Linked DNA regions of Sus scrofa: region 1 is linked to region 2. The links are chromatin contacts, called in public HiChIP or PLAC-seq maps. All regions are on one chromosome and are shown on one strand. The core of a region is the stretch at or near the end of the contact, and the rest is flanking DNA. Distances in the headings are between cores, read along the strand shown. Region 1 has its middle 93 kb from the start of UPP2. Region 2 overlaps CYTIP (cytohesin-interacting protein).

Region 1 (2,700 bases), core at 182-2,681, 620 kb after region 2:
AGAGTGTTTCAGGAATGCCAGTCTAAAGGGTAAATTGACTATTTTGAGAAGATCGTTACTTCTTTAGCTTATTAGAAATAAGCCAATGTGAGATTAGTAATTATCTTTCAAAATGCTAAATTACTTATTTGATTCTGTGGTATTCCAGGCATACAGTAGGTGTTCAGTCAATGTTTGATGAATTATAAAGAGTACCTAAATAGCTTTTACCAGTTCCGGAGAAGTGGAAAGGAATGCTATTTGACGTGGGTTAGCACTGGAATTTTTCCTAAATACACAGATGTTTGAAGGCTTTACTCAATAAAATACTGTACTAGTACAATGAAGTTAGTGGGTATCTTGTTTCCCCAAAGTTAATGACTTTCTCAAGCACTTGGCTTTCTTACCATATGATTAGTCCCATTATTTCTAGGCCAATCAATAGGCATGATTCCAAGATTAAGAGCAATTCGGATCATTATTCTCCTTTCATCACATATCCATTATTTTCTGTTTGAATAAGACCTGTAATCAGGGTTATTTACCAATCTTTATGGTGAAACTTTAAACCACTGATTATTCCTGTCTTCGCAGGTATTAAACGCCATTTCAACCATCTTTTCAATAATTTTGTAGTAGCTAATGAAGTCCATTTTTCCAGATTTTTCAGTCCACTGACGGTATATTGAACCCCCAAGAGTCTTTAAAAAGTATGTTGTTTAATTGGTGGCAGCTGTTCCTTAGGAAGTTACCTAAGTATATAAAAGTGTTTTTGCCATTTAATAGCCTTAAAAAAAACAAAACAAAACATACACACACAAAGTTACTCTTAACATATATATGGAGTACATATAAAGGTCCCCTGAAGTTCTTTGATAGCAAACATTTCAAATATAACTAACATACACAAGAAATTATAGGACAGTATCCTTTAATTTGGGATTTAATTACTGAAGCTTAAAATATATATATTCTTTTGGTACTGTGGATAGATATCTTCAAGAGAAATTACTAATTCTTTGTAGTTAATTCTAAAGCATGTACATTCTATATTACTTGAATGCAACATTTTCCTGCTTTGTCCTTGAATTCTTTCCAGAAATCATTAAGTACTGGATACATACAGTAATAGAGATATGCTTAAATGTCACTATTAATCCAGTTTATAACCACTAACTTCTTACATGAGAAATTTCAAAAAGAAACGCTTACACAGACATCTAATGTCCAAAAGAACCAGAGCCAAATATAATGACTTTACAGCTGAAAGACAGCCAACATGCACATTTTCTGAGTGTGGTTTTACCGAGAGTCTGCACGCAGATGAAATATGAATTTTAAAAACATAATCTTCATGGAAAAAGTCCTTCTTGTCATAGCACTGGGCTGACTTTCAAGCCAAGGTCAAAGTCCTTTCTGCAGGTCTATTTTTAGGTTTTCCATTTCTCACCAGGACGCTCTTGGTTTTGCATTAGTGGGACACAGGCTGCATCGTGCTGCAGAAAGAGGAGGGACGCCTCCCCTCTGCAGCTTTCCCTGCTGCTGTCCGCAGACTCTGCAGACTCCCTGCCTCTGCATCCCAGGGGTCAATTGTCACGCTCCAGCTGCCCCCCAACCCCACCCCCTGTGGTTACTTTGCCCCATTAAGCAGGGTGTTCCTGAGATAGCAAAGGCATACTTGGCACTCTCCCTCCTTTTGTCTCTCGGATTTTCTGAGACAGGGGCAACCTCATGTGAGTGTTATTAATCAAGAATTGTCTAGATCTTCAAACTAAACCTGAAGGAAAAAGTAGTGAGGTCAAAGTGATTAATTTAGATTGAGATGGAAGAGATCAGGATAGAAGAGCCTGTTGATAGAAAATGTCAAACGCCATTCATTTATTTTTGAAATTGATTACAGAGCACATAGAAGACTGTAATAAAATAAATAAATAAATGCATTTCCCTTTCATATTATGGCCTTTCACTGAAAGAGACAGAGGAATGAAGAGAAAGGATCAGGAAGAAAGACAAGCAAGCAAACTTGATGTGGGCAGGATCTCCTCCGAGGGGAAAACATCTAATAATAAGCACATATATTTTTCTCTAAAAAGATCACTTGTTTTTTAAGAGGAGTATTTTCTTTAAATTTTTTTTATTAAAGTGTAGTTGACTCGCAATGTTGTGCCAATTTCTGCTGTACAGAAAAGTGACCTAGTCATACATATATGTACATTCCCTTTCTAAGAGGAGTATTTTCTAAATTTGTTATAAGCAGTGATTTGATTTTATAAAAATTTAGAAGCATAGACATCCATAAAACATTTTTTTCCTAGTTTTCAATGAAGAAAGATATAAATAATGCTGTTCTGGATGTTGGAGTATATTGTAGCCACTCCTCATGCCCCCACAAAAGTTTACTTTCATTGCATAGCAGCCCCATCTGGTGGTTATCTGTAAACTTTCCACTAAAGATACGTTGCATTTTCACAGTTCTGGGCATAAGTGGGATCCTCTCTTAATTTTCCCAGTAGGTGAGATGAAGTTAAGCAGGAAAGACAGAAGAGCAGGCATCAATTCAGTTTAAAAGGCCACAGATTGGAAAGGGGAATACGTGGCAGGGATTCAGTAAATGCAGGTTGAATTAATGTTGAGTGAAGTGGGAGTTGTGCTAAAAGCTGAGAGCGAGTGTGGTGAGGCCCCTAATGAACCTGAGAAAGCATTTGACCTTGCACTTCTCTG
Region 2 (2,700 bases), core at 175-2,674:
CCCATATTACTGCAAGGAATTTGAATTATTGAGTACAAAATGCCAGAATTCTCACAAATTTCCTGGCTGGGTATTCACAATTTTATCCTGATAAGTACCATGAACAAGGTGGAGACTATTCTATGTAGTGGGCTCCCTTCTTGTAGAAGAGAGCAATAAACTTGATATGCCCAAGTATTTTGAATCTCTCTCTTACCTTGTACTCACATTTTCTTAATCTATTTTCATTATTTGCATTTGCTTGGCTTTTATCCTTATTTTGGATTGTAAAGTGCTTTGGTAGGTCATAGCTAATCATGATATCTATAAATCATAACTAGAATTTATATTTTAAGATATTGCCATTGCCATCAATATTCATCAGATTATGAACGTATTCATATATGTGTATTTATACAAAGGGCATACTGGATTAAACACTTCTGTTGATAATTATCTGTATGCTTTGGGCCTCTTGGGGAATGTATTTGTTTTACTTTCTACCCCAATGCCCAGCACAGGATCTAGAATAGAGTGGAAATGTGAAAAGAGCTAAATAGACAAACTCAAAAACTCAAAAACTCAAAAAAAAAAACAAAAAAAACAACCACCTCAAACCCAAAACAGAAACAACCATAGAAAAAGGACTAATAGAAAATAAATTATGTTAATAATGCCTTAGTACACAAGAGCTAAATGAATGAATGGTGACAAGAATTAATGAATCCCTAAAATTTTGAGCTTTTCCTCATCAATTTTAAATATCTTTTTGCTAAGCAAATAATCATAGCATTGATGGGAACCCCAAGATGTCATCTTGTCCGCTGTTAACCTACCTTCAACATAAAAAATCATTCTAGGTAGATTCAAATACAAAATTGCTTAATTCCACAAGATAAATCCAAGACCTCTAGAGAAAAAGATATGTCTCCACCTCCCTCGGGCTAGCATTTCTCTCTCACTAATTGACTAGATGAAAATGGAAATATCTGCCTAGCACAAAAGTGAGGTGCAGAGCAGAGCAGATACGAAATTCCTCTGGACTTACTGATCCGGGTCATCAGTGACACACATGCAAAGATCAGACCAAATCAAATTATAAATTAGTTTCCACTCTGGATTAGCAATGAGCCTGTCATAGGCACCTAATATTTAAATAAAAAACAATTTAAATAAATTAGGCACCATCAAGTTCTCTGACACGTGCCACATCTTGACACAGTGTCTACTTGTTTTTGATCTGGGCTGTCAGACTCAGGCGATGTGGAAAGGAAAGTTCTCAGGGTTCAACCAAACTATCTGCCTAAGTGAAAAGAAGTATGTCTGAGGTCTTATCAAAGGTCTCACGTTTAGAAAAAGTTTTCTCTGCCGCCTCTTCCCTAGAGTGAGCTGCCCTCTTCTAGGCTCTGACCAGTGGAGCCTTTGCTCCCCAGGCTGCCCCCGCAGCCAGCACCTTTTCTCAGGACTGTAGGGATGACAAAATCTCATGAATGAGGAACTGGTGTGCAATGAACAGCATATGCTGGCAACAGCTGTCTTTTATTACACATTATCTAATATGAGAAATCTAGGTTTAGCAATTTGGCAGGGCTGCAAACTACACATTCAATTATGACTGCTGAGTAGACAAAGCTCCTTAACTCCTTGCTAGCCTCTAATATAAAGATGCCTGGGGTAGGGCTAGGATCCTGCATCTTTTGTTTTTAGTCAAATGGCTTAAAAGATCAGACATTAATATTAAAATTGCAATTTTTGCTGCTATGCGGTGATTCACAACGTCCCTCTTTATTGAGAAACCAAGACTGTACTTCAGCTGTTAGTCTGCGGAAAATAAAAATAATCTGCAGCTGAACCAGATAACCAGCTCCTCAGAGGAACTTGAAGTTCAATACTGTAGCCACTTTGGCTGCTAAGTAACAGCCTGTTACTTCCTGTCCCCACTGTGTACTCATTTCCTGAAAATGTTGAGGGTGGGGGGAGGGGAGGATACCTATTCACAGGTGAAGCATTTTTGGTTTATTGTTTGTTTCAAAAGTTCCCAAATTCTGTGCTCTGCTCCCTTTCCAGTCCCCTGTGTGATTCTTCCCAATTGTTCCATCAATATAGCTTTTTTTACACTTTTAAGTCAGGAGCTTTAGGAGGGCAGTGCTCCACAGAAATATTCTAAAATATAGTAAAATAGTGGAGCTGAACTCAATATCTTACCTTATAATAAGGGCCCTTAAGGAACCCAACTAGAACACAATAGCTTCCTAGGAAAGTCTCATGGGCTCACAAACTTCTTTTTCAAGAAAAAAAAAATTTTTATATTGTTTCTAAACACAGCACAGTATGGATTAGAGAATACTTTTCAAATTCTTTCAAAGTGAAATTAACTGTTTTCTACTAAAAGTATCCATTAAATGATCAAAATATCTTGTTTCCATGAGGAATACTTGGGAGTTTTGGTAACAGGTGGGTGTGTGGACAGAAATAATGTAAAAGCTCCTGAAGGGCAGAACCCATCCCAGAAATATAAGCATTACAGGGTTTGGCACAATATTTTGTATCTGAACTTATAAGTGAAATTACCCTTTCAGAAGTTGTCTGTTTAGTAATAATTCATTAATCAAAAGAAAACCAGGCAAAGAGTGTTACCACTAATGCACACTGAGGCTTCTCATCTGTCAGGTTTTCACTACAGCATTTGGTGAAAACTACTGTCCAAGGACAACTTACTAC

The links. HiChIP or PLAC-seq counts read pairs in DNA pulled down with a chosen protein or histone mark.
Region 1: an H3K27ac HiChIP or PLAC-seq map of skeletal muscle shows a contact between it and region 2, with 2.9 times the contacts expected there. The contact joins two enhancer-like sites. A contact is called at or near these places in 2 of 2 datasets of contacts at active chromatin or transcription factors (alveolar macrophages and skeletal muscle).

Annotation. Positions count from the first base shown.
Region 1 is chr15:64,994,725-64,997,424 of Sscrofa11.1, forward strand. No RefSeq gene overlaps it. Among named protein-coding and RNA genes, the nearest start is that of UPP2, 93 kb to the right of the region's middle. Within about 2 kb of position 1,432, at least 8 of the 83 cell types and tissues checked have an H3K27ac peak or open chromatin away from gene starts, as enhancers often do. A contact at or near this core is called in skeletal muscle, where this site is marked.
Region 2 is chr15:64,376,512-64,379,211 of Sscrofa11.1, forward strand. All of the region lies in intron 2 of CYTIP (cytohesin-interacting protein), which reads right to left. Among named protein-coding and RNA genes, the nearest start is that of CYTIP, 43 kb to the right of the region's middle. Within about 2 kb of position 1,425, at least 29 of the 83 cell types and tissues checked have an H3K27ac peak or open chromatin away from gene starts, as enhancers often do. A contact at or near this core is called in skeletal muscle, where this site is marked.